Linked DNA regions of Mus musculus: region 2 is linked to region 1. The links are chromatin contacts, called in public Hi-C maps. All regions are on one chromosome and are shown on one strand. The core of a region is the stretch at or near the end of the contact, and the rest is flanking DNA. Distances in the headings are between cores, read along the strand shown.

Evidence for each region. A called contact is a pair of places that touch in the nucleus more often than the background predicts.
Region 2: a Hi-C map of bone marrow-derived macrophages shows a contact between it and region 1, with 26 read pairs. A contact is called at or near these places in 19 of 39 promoter capture datasets (the C10 cell line, the HPC-7 cell line, the SN4741 cell line and 12 more), 73 of 484 Hi-C or Micro-C datasets (B cells, the Ba/F3 cell line, CD4 T cells and 34 more), 43 of 130 datasets of targeted methods (the 230-238 cell line, CD8 T cells, DN3 thymocytes and 24 more) and 5 of 9 other capture datasets (adipose tissue, embryonic stem cells, liver and 2 more).

What each region holds. Positions count from the first base shown.
Region 1 is chr19:11,607,649-11,613,370 of GRCm38.p6, forward strand. No RefSeq gene overlaps it. Among named protein-coding and RNA genes, the nearest start is that of Ms4a6d, 5.7 kb to the left of the region's middle.
Region 2 is chr19:11,784,241-11,790,121 of GRCm38.p6, forward strand. Stx3 (syntaxin 3) reads right to left here. Exons shown (of 11, transcript NM_152220.2): 4 at 5,317-5,391; 5 at 3,929-3,996; 6 at 2,285-2,393; 7 at 1,445-1,518; 8 at 1,150-1,284. Among named protein-coding and RNA genes, the nearest start is that of Mrpl16, 17 kb to the left of the region's middle.

The DNA of each region.
Region 1 (5,722 bases), core at 2,758-5,257:
GCACCATCTACTTCATCCCATTTCCTGATTTCAAGCCAGAAGAATCTTCTGCAGGTCTCATAGTAAAACAATGGCCAGATGTGCCCAGACTGAAAGAGAAGATGGATTCCTGATGTGTTTTCAGTATCCCAGAGAAATTTATTGTAACAAGATGTTGGAGTAAAATCTAGAAACCTCTAGAATTCTCAACATCATGGAATGTTCTATGAGGTGGCATATTTTGAAACAGGGATTGTGGAAAGAGCAGCTTTTCTTTAGTCATTGTGCCACCATTAATGTCAGGATGTCATTCAACACTCTTCACTAATATTTTCTCTTCATTTGTGTGGGGCACACCTGTGTATAAAATGTGATACCACTTCTGTGAGATGGTCAATGTCTTAGCCAGAATTCTCTAGAGGAGCAGAACTGAGAGAATGAATGTGTATGTATTATATATACATATATTTATATATTGCAAAGGGAAGTTATTAGATGAGTTTACATGATCCCAGCTAAGCAGTTAAACAGTGCAGAGGAGACGAGTCACTCAGCCCATGAAGCTTGATGTCTTCACAGTCTCAATCTGGCACTGAAAGCCTGGGGGATTCCTGGAGATCTGCTAATCTTTAGTCTATGTTGGAAGGCCAAAGAAGTTGGGTTCAGTTTGGCAGCCAATAATGGGAGCAGCAGCAATAATAACAGAGCCGATGTGCAAAACTACACCAGCAGGTGGCAGCACCTCTTCTTTCCAACCCTCTATTTCTGTATTGCTGTGGGAAGATATTGCCCACTTACAATCAGGGAGAGTATTCTCCATCCAGTTAATCCTCCTTTGAAATCCCCTTAAAGACTGCCCTCCAGAATCTCTCTTCATTGGTTGCAGATCTGATTAAGTTCACACAAAAAAATATGTTTTTAAAGATTTATTTATTATTATATCTAAGTACACTGTAGCTGTCTTCAGATGCACCAGAAAAGGGCATCAGATCTCATTATGGATGGTTGTGAGCCACCATGTGGCTGCTGGGATTTGAACTCAGGACCTTTGGAAGAGCAGTCAGTCCTCTTAACTGCTGAGCTGTCTCTCCAGCCCTCACACAAAAATGATTAATCGCCATAATGATCAGTTGACTTTGATTCTATCATAGAGGATATTATTATACATGAACCTAGAATAATTAGGTGTGCCAATTCAAAGAAAAAAAAACTCAAAAGAACTTGACATCTTTGCTTCCCTGTTTTCTCAAAGTACACTACCATTCATTCTAAACCAGTAAAGAAATGAATTCTGCCCTGTGATCATGAAAGAGAACCAGAATCACTATAGGACACGGCAATCCATCCAACAGCACAAGCATAGCCTACAACTTATAAGCAAGCACTTGACAAAACTATATCCCTATCTTGACACATGGATGCTGAGTGTCAATAAAGATGTGGGGGTTTATTTAAGTTTCTAGGTTTGTGTAACTGATTACAATGCAATAGAAAATGCTTGAACCAAGCCTACCAGGGTTCCAACAGGTTACTTTGCATCCAAGGAAAGAGGGGCACACATCAACACAGAAGTCTACTGTACTTTAAATGATCACAAATAATTCCTACCCTAAAAATAAATTCATACTGAGGAATGTAAGAAATGGAAGTCCAAGTTCCAAACATATCCTCTAGATCACAAGACCCAAAGAGAAAAGGCCCTGGCCAAAGTCTGGAAGTGTGATTCTTTGCTGCCTGTGCCCCGGACTACTCGATGCCCAACCCTGCCTGCCCTTGGGGGTTGGAGGTGAGGTGACACGGAATCAACAACACAGAGGTCGCAGGTGCCATTCCTCCTACAACTCTTGTACCTGGGTCCTTCGAGGGCTGGCTGTAAAGATGCCTAATTGTTCTGAAGTCACTTCTAGCTGTCCATAGACGTGTCTGATTGCCAACAATTTTCAACTTGGTTTTAGCTCAACTCTCCTCTTCCAGGGGCTGCAGAAGAAGGCCTGTCAAATGCTGAGGAAATTTTATTTATTCCTCTTACTTCAGAAATATAGAAGCAGACACAAAGTAGGAAACTAAAGTCAAGGAACTGAGATGAATCTAGTTCCGTGGTCTCAGTTACTGTATTTACCACCTGGTGGCTGACTTGCTCTCATCCCACCATCTTCGGACTTGCATCTAGAAGCCTGCCTACAGCCTCACATACATGATTCTGCAAGATGACCAGTCATATACCTGTGCAGAGAGGCCTGCCTGAAACAGACAAGCATGTCCTCATATTCATCTTTGGTCAGTCAGGATGCCTTTAGAGAAATGGTGTACAAGAATGAGTGAAATGTTTTCCCTGCCTCTTCTGTGTGACTGACAGTTCTGGGTGATTTGAACGAGAGGTTAAATGAATCTGATGTTACCAGCAAAGCCTCACGGGGTGCTTCCGTATGTTCAGCTTTAAATGTAGGAGGGAAATATTTTCTGCCACACAGTTGAAGTCCTGACTTCTGGAAACATTTTATTTATTCAGTCACTGGGCTGAGATTTACTCACCAATTTCAGAGTTTTTTCCTAGATGCTAGAATCAGAGTGGCATGCAAAAAAATAATTCTAGACCTCTTAAGGAAGACAAATAAGGAAATGAGAAATGTGATGCCCCAGTGTAGGGGAATGCAAGGATGGGAAGGGGGGCACCCTCATAGAAGCAGGGGAAAGGAGGATGGGATAGGGAGTCTCGGGGGGAGGGGGGAACCGAGAAAGGGGATAACATCTGAAATGTAAATAAAGAAAATATCCAATAAAAATAGGAAAAACGAAAATGAGAAATGTATTGTTCATTAGGATTTCATGATTAGAACAGCTTTCAACTCAGCCTCATCTCCGAAGCTTTTCATCATGTTTCCGTAATGCATTTTTGTTACATAATAAAATGATTTAATCAAGTTTACACTTGTTAAATTGTGAAGAAAGTCTGGTGCATTCTAAACAAAATAATGTATCGTGTTTCTGTTATCTTAATTGGCAAATGATAATTATGTACATATTGGAGTATGTTGAGCTTTGATGTCTCTGGGATGACTTATGAGGATAAATAAAGTACCCATCTAGTCAACTGATTTTAATGAGATATTTAAAATCTTCTATTTTAAGTTTCTAAACATATTTTATTTGGGAAATGATGACCAGAGTATACAATACGATTCTAAACATTATTCATCTTATGTTGCTGAAACTTTACATTCCTTAGACAAGTAGTTCTTCATTTCATACCCTTAGGACTTCTGGCCACCATAACTTGGCTTCTTTCTGTCCTCCAAGTTTGCTTTCTTAGATAAGGACATGATGTTCACACAGTGTTATTCTCTCTGTGCCTGGCTGATGGTACAGATAGATGCACTAAGGAATACAGTTTAGCATAAAATAGTAATTTAGTCCTATTGCTAAATGTTGAAATTGTGATTGCAGACATAACATCCACATTCATATCTTCTAATAGAAATGACTAACAGGTCCTTACATCAGATGGACCTGATGATATTTGCCTATAATACTAGATATTCGGAAGGCTTAAGCCTTACAAGTTCAAAGCCTGTCTGGGCTAGAGAATAAATATAAGGCCAGACTGGACAATTCAATGAGATCCTGGTTCAAAATAAAAATTAAAATGAAGACTGAAAATACAACTCAGGGTATAGTGTTTGCCTTCCCTGTGTCAGGTCCTAGAATCAATCTCCAATACAAAATCCCCATATAAAGAAATCTAATAAATCATTGTAGAAAGTAGTACTTATGACATGACTTTTTGTATGCTCGTTATTAAGAAAACTGTTTAATAAACTAAAATACAATAATCATTGTATAATGCTTTTCAGACACAAGAATAGATTTTGGTGCTGGATGTCGAACAGTAAACAAAATATATGTTGTTTGTGTTAGCCGATTCTGAAATTGCCTTTTAAGGCAATTTAAGCAGTTCTCCTGTAAAGGGAACAATGTGTTAAGCTTCCCAGTAGAGGGAGCAAAAGAGTTGTTGTAACAGCAAGAGGATTCCTGTGCTCTCTGGCACCAGGCACAGGCCCACAGCATGTCCATTCCAAGCCTGCATCCTCAAATTTGTAATGCAGATACCTTCTGGTCAAGAAGAGCAGACGCTCACTGATGCGACCAGCTTCATGCGGGTTCTATTGACAATCCGTGGGCTATCTGGAGACAGCCAGCCTCCTGTGGCTGTGTGCTTTTCCTTCCTGTAAACCTCATGCACTCTGAAGAGCATAGCCCCGACTTGCCCCAAACATTCACTACACAGCAGTGACACTACTACTGATCACCCACTGCAAATAATTTGTTACTTAACTGCAGACGCATTCCAGCCTGGATAAATCTACACACTTCTTTCAAGTAGTTAAACCACACTTTCTCCAGGAAACAAACCCATTCCAAATTTGTCCTTCCCCAGGATGAACTCAAGCCTCAGATGCCATCTCAAATTTCTGTTACTATTTATCATTTATACTTCAAGATGTTAAACATACCCTAATAAATCTACTCTGAGTTTTCTAATTGGCCCCAGACTATCAAAGGTGCCTTCTACTCCTCCTCTTTCTTTTCCTCCTTCCCCTCCTCCTCCTTCTCTGTGGGAGTGCACATGTGCAGCAGTACACAACTATGCATGAATGCAGAGGCCAGAGGCCAATGTTGAGATCTTCATCAATCACTGTCCACCTGTTACAGAATTTCAGGGGTGGAACCTTTGAATCTGGCAGGACTCTGGAGTGAAGGCACCTAACCTTTAATATAGCCTTTGTCAGTGATGGTTATCTGAGATTTTATGAGGCTATCCCTTGGAAGGTTTCTCAGAGCCTTTGCTTATCTTAGGTCAGAGACGACCTGGTGAACCACAGCTGAGACTTGCTTAGGTGATGATAACCCCTAGATCAGATAAGAAGTTTTGGTATGTGGAAATTGACTTGCTAAAAGTACATTTTGTGTAACAATAAACAGAGCTTCAAGGGTGCTGTTCTCAGGGTTCAGCACCTCAGAAGCTTTCCTCCCCTCTCCCCCACCCCCCACAGCCGCTGAGAAGCCTGAATTCATCCTATAGTGGCTCTCTTTCTTTGATAGATCATCCTTCCCATGTAAACCTACCAACACTGACACACCCTATATTTTGAGTCAGGCTGTCTCACCAGACCTGGAGCTCATCAATTTGACTACACTGGCTGGACAATAAGCTCCAAAGTCCCTCTTATCTCAGCATTCCCAGCTCCTCCATGTTGTATGTATGTGCCATGGGCATGGATATTTTATATGGGTTCTGGATAAGCTGAAATCAAGTCTGCCTGCTTGTGACATAGGCACTTAACTGCCTGAGGCGCCCCCAGACCACCCTTTGATTGGAAGAACACCACCAGAAAAGATGCTTAATCATAACATGATAGTGCTTAAATATTAAATATTTTAGAACATGAGGGGACATACTTATGTCCTATACTATGAACAAATGAGAAATAAAAGAGAAAAAAGGCAAAAGATCATATAAAAACATGAGATTATATATCTAATCAAGTTATGACTAAGAAAGGAAAAGAACCAGGAGAGATAACATTGCTTTTCAATGTGGTTCCTCTTTTGGAATAATCTACAGGAACACCTTTTCTAAACAGGAAGTAGAATTATCTTCACCATCATTATAATGAACACATAAAACCAGCCCAAGATGTAAAAGTTGGACAGGCATTATGCAACTTCACAAATGCCGCAGGAC
Region 2 (5,881 bases), core at 2,526-5,025, 180 kb after region 1:
GGCAGTGTGGTGGGAAAAAAAAAAAAGTGGGAATAGAGGGATTGAGAAAGGAGTCTCAAAGGCCAGAAAGGGAAAAGGAAGAAGAGTGCCAAAGGGCAAAGAACTCATGAACAACTGGTTAGCCTGTACTCAGGCTTCAACTACGGTCTGGGGTCTACCTACCAAGCAAGAGTTTCCAATTCTGTACCAATGGCTGAATAGCTGGAAGTTCCTGGTGAAAGCTGCTTAGCACCATGACCCTACATGACACCTAACTCTATCCCAAGAACTGGGGACCAACAATCTGACAGAAATGAATGTCATATGCAAGCAATATCGAATTCCACTCCCAAGCAGGCAAGCTTGGGGATGAATTGTCGAGAATCATAAGTGTTTTTATAGTCTTTCACTAAAATATTCTTTTAATAAGAAATTCTTCAATCATGTCTACTGTTGATTCTTAACAAAAGGTGCCAAAATGCTCAGGAAAAGAGAAGTATAAAAGCAAAACTAGAAAAATTAATTAACTTGCTTTTAACTTCTATGGTGAATTAGAGGAAAAGAAAAAGCTTTCAGTAAAATAGTTCATATCAAAAGACTGTCAAGGCATTGACTATAAGACCTCCTTTTTATTTTTTTAGGAAAGGTAGGTCTAGTGAATCCCAGGCTGCCTTTCAGATTTGTTCTGTATTAGAAGATAACCTTAAACTCCTGATCCCCCTGCCTCCATCTTCTAAGTGCTGTGATTATAGGTATATGCTGCTATTCTTGGTTTATGCAGACCTAGGCCAGAAGATAGCTTGGACCCAAGGCCTTATGAATGCTAAGCAGGCAGCCTATACTCAACTACACATTCCACAGCCAAAGAGCCCATGTCTTTAATTTTAAAAAGGGAAAGAAAACAGTGATAAGGCTGAGCAGACTAGGTTCTGTCATGACATGAAACTTCACTACTAACTAGAATCACTGTGAAAGTAAAGTACAGGCAAGAAAACAAGACTGAGGTGGCTCAAGGCGCCAGCACTCAAGAAGTAAAAATGCACACCTCTGCCTCAGACACTAGAATTCTGTTGCCCCATGGGGAAAATGCTCTATCCCCTGCCCCACCTGACCTCCAAAATGCCATTTCCGGTTCACAGGGAAATGCCTGCTTTCCCATACGCCAGCTACCTGATTTTCCACCAGCATGGCGATGTCCATAAACATGTCATGGAGCTCCTTGATGCTGCTCTCCAGCCTTACGATGTCCTTGTGCCGACCCTCAATCTCGCTGAGGGCTTGCTTGGAAATCTGGGAGTCAATGATCTACAACAGATCCCACACAGACAGACTGTCAACCACCCTAGTAACAGACCAGCCCTGCCCAGCCCTCAGAGTCCACAGAAGTTCCCTCCCCTGCAGAGCTGCAAGTGCAGCCCACATGGGCTCATCCCTGTCCACTGAAGCGAGTGCCTTGGTCGCTCACCCCAGAAGTGAAGATGGCTGGGTTGCCACTCTCCAACATCTCTTCCAGCTCCTCATCTGTTGTCTTCTTGCCAGCTTTGTAACAAAAGAGATGCATGAAATATAAGCTCAACGTACAACTCCACTTACAATTTCCTCCCAAACACTACCCCCCCCCCCCGCCAACAACCTCCTGACTCCAGTCCATCTTTAACATTATCGCAATAATCCCCACCCTAAGCACACACTCCAGCCCAACCACCGTACCACAGAGGCCAAGGGCCTCAGGACAGTGCACAGCCTGTGGGCAGCCCTCCTGCAACCTTACACTGCACCTTCAAACACACCCTCCGTCCAACTCTGGACAACTTGCCACTTCGAAACAAACACGTCTGTGTTTTCTTGATAGCGCCTTTGTTCACACAGCTTCTTTCACTTGAAGCCATTTGCCTTGTAGGGCCTATTCTTCCATATCACTAAATTCCCAAACAGTATAGCTTTATTAATTTTTTAATTCCTCACAGCAACTAGCACTACATCATTTTTCATAAATGTACTTTTTCATTTAACAGCAAAATGAGTTCTCAGGAGACCAACTATTTAGTGGGTTCCCCTGAAGGGAAGGGAAGAGCTGGATCCCATAAACAATAAAATTCCTTGGCTCAATATATGTGTCACTTTTCAACCCAGGATAGCATATTACAGATCTATCAATCCATAGCATTTGTTCTGTGTTGGAGTGCCAAATAGAATAAAGAAGGCACAAGCAGCAGGGTCATTGTTGCTTCTCCCAGGACTCAGGATGGACAACCACATAGCAGGAAAAGGTGGGGACAGACATGGACCGACTTCAAACACATACTAATTTCAAGCTGCCGTTGGATGCGCCCTTTGCTGCGTTCACGGAAGTCCACCTGAGCCTCATTGTACTTTGTCATCACCTCCACAAACTTCCGGGAGAGGACGGAGTGCTGTGGGAACAACGTTAAGTGAGTAGTCCCCCAGAGATGATTTAAACCTCTATCCCACCTTGATACAGCCTAGTCTGCAGCAGTCCTGAGCTTGGAACCAAAAGACCAAAATGCAGTTTTGTTTTCCTAGTCTGTAGGAAGCATCCACTGCCACTTTCAATGTGCAATCTCCATTACTCATTTCCTTCTTTACTGAACTCACGTGATAATAATTCTCAGTCAAAAAGAATTACTGAGAACCTGAGAGCCCAGTAGCATTTTCCACCATGACCTTGGCTACAGTTGTCGACTACGCTTCCCATAAGCAGTATGCCAAGTGACAACCTCAAGGTTTCTTGCTTACAATAAACATTTTCTCTCAACCGGCCTTAGTAATAACTTTTATTCCTTGCCCACCTCACAGCATCAAGCCTACTTATTCCTCTTTTTGCCAAACACACTACTACCATGTAAATTCAGACTAAATCATTACAAAAGTCTAACTCGGAACTTCCTAGCCTCTCGCCTCTTCCCCACTCATATCCAAAGGACTATCATATCCCCCTAGATGCTGTGTAGACTGAAACAAATGATGGGCAGTTACTGGATCAGCTCCAAATTCCCTCAACTAGTATTTAAAGACTTTTGGAGTGTAACACTATGTTATCTGCTGGAAATTTAGCATCTGCTACCCAACAACACACTCTTTTCTCAAGGTAGGGTATTCCCATTTCATCTGTCCTGAATTCATCCCAATGCTGCCACCAACACCATTTTCTGCTGCTGCCAACACACACACACACACACACACACACACACACACTCTCTCTCTCTCTCTCTCTCTCCTAATCACATTTCTTATTTCTCTCAAAAAAGAAAGCTCTGCCTCCTGAGCCTTTCTACACTGGTACTCCTGCTTACCCAAGGCCACCGCCAATTCACCATGAGATCTCTCAATGGTGTGCTGACCCTGGATTCGATTATGCCTTCTTACAATGCTTTTCTGCTATACAATATTTACTGCACCACTCAAACATCATGTGAGATTCCTCCCTCCTTTTTTTCCTGTTCCGTTTTTGTTTTTTTAATGTTCTCACACTATAGCTCAAGCAGGGTAGCCTTGAAGTCTCGGCAGTCCTCTTGCCTCCGACTCCAAAGTGTTGGGATTATGTGAGGCAGCCACCATGGCCAAGTTCTCATAGGACAAGGATCATGTTTTTGATGGCTCCAACGTGCCTGACTCCAAACTGGGTGACTATAACTAACAAACCTTAGAAGACATAATCAATTTCTTGACCTATAAAACAAGGCAGTGTTGAAGGTGCGCTCTGAAGAGTCTAGGGGAGTACTTTAGGGGCCTCCTTTAGAACATGAGAGAGGGCCAAAGGAGAACAATGGGCCCTGGCCACTGCCTCAGCCTGGATGGTTCCCCTTTCCCGGTTCCTCAAACTCAGTTCCAATACAATAGAATCTTGCTTTTTTAATGCACATGGTAAAAAAAAATAATAATTTTTTAAAAGTGGTGAAAATGATTGTTAAACCAGAAACAAAGTTACCTGGGACTTTCGTATCCGAAGGTCTGCAGATGACCGAACCTCATCTTCCTCAATGTGCTTCTCCATGCCTGCAGTGAGAGGGTTACTCTAGCAACATATCCATCCTTCCTTCTACAAAAGACCCTATTCTACACAGACCTACTTACCCATCCTCACACACAGAGGCTATGAAGATGGACAACAGGGAGATCCAATCACAAAAGATCAGCGTCCACCCCCACAAGCTACACACTTGACCTCATCAGCTTGTGCTAATGTCAGGTCTCAGCAACACAACTAACAGTTCAGTTCAGGTCACCAAGGGACTGAGACTTAAATCCCTACCCTGCCATGGACTAGCTGTGTGACAAGGGGGAAATCATGTAACTCTTTCATCCATCTGTCCTCTTGTTTATAAAACGGAAAAAGTAGCAACAGAGGCTGGGCACCCTTTGTGTGAAATGCTTAGAACCAGGAGGGTTTCCGATTTTGTCAAAATTGGGATATTTGCATATACATAATGTTAGGGCTGGCTCACAGGACACATTTGTGTTTCACAGATATGTTAGAGCTTAGAGATAATTTAGAACTACATTTTTAGTATACTTATGAGGCTTACTATGGAATTTTCTACTTACAGTGTCATGTGAATACTCAAAAAGTTTCAGATTTTGGAATATTTTGCATTTGAAAATTTTGGATTAAGTATGCTCAACCTGAATCTCTTTAAAATACCAAAGCAAAGATCGAACAAACTGCTTAACAAGGGGGCAGTCACATTAACGCTATTTTTGGAAGCTCTCTTCCCCTCACTATCCATTAAAGTAACTATTGTAATTTATTGGGGAGGGAAGAAAGAATAGGGATTTCCTCTCTGAGCAACAGCACATACTCAGCAAGTACTGTGACAGGAATATGGATTACAGCTGTGGAACTAAGCGAGCGCTTGAGGTCCCCGGGAGGATTCAAGCTATGAGAGTGACTTTACTGAACTGTGCTCCACAACCAGGAAGGGAAGCAGGAATGAGAAGGTCTGCACAGAGAAATGTCTGCTGACTGAATAGCAGACCCTGCGCCTATGTCTCTGCAGTTACCTCTCAAATGTACACACAGGTGCTAGGAAGCAGCAGGAGAGAACTGAAGGACTAAGCTAAAATGACCGACCACGCAGTGGTGGGACGCATACAATTACTCCCACTTCCTAACTGCAGTGCTGGGGTTTTCAACTACAGTGAGAACTCAAGAGGTGATAAATGTCTAAGGATACAGAAGGTCAGTCCAGAGACAGTGCCCACGCCTCCAGTGAAAACAGAACAAGTAGTGTCACTTATTGGCAGGTGAGAGGTGGGCCCTGAGAGGCTGTCTCTGTCTGTGGTGGAGACCGGCTTATTTCTGTGTTCCCGTCTTACTCTTCAGCTTGTTCCGGACGTTGTTGGCCCTTTTCTTGATCTCAGTTGTGAGCTGTTCAAGGTCATCTTTGGTTTCTGGGTAAACATAAGAGGCAGGCTCAGTTAGAAAAGAGGGCAAATTGCTCTGCAAGCTACATCAGTCAGCAGTTGAGGCAGAAACTCTCAGATGCCCGCTGCCACTTCAGTGCTCATCTCAATGTGCTTTTTAGAATCTACCACTATAGTCACAAAGATTTTCTTTTTCCTTTTTTAAAGCATTTTCAGACTAAGGAAATAGCATAGTGGTGGATCACATGCTTAGCATGCACCAAACCCTGGGTACAATCCGTAACATCCAAAATAAAATTATTAATTAACTAAATTAAAAGACATCCTTAGGTACCCTATTCCAGACCTAAAGAACCAAATACAGGGTTAGAGCATAGGATTTGCTTTTTTAAAACAAGCCTCCTCAATCCAAGTCATGCTTTTAGAGGACTTAACTTGTTTACCATGTGAGCTCAATCTCAGGAGATAGGAGAGGATTCCGTGGAAGTTCTGGGGAAAAGAAACGTCAACCAAAGCC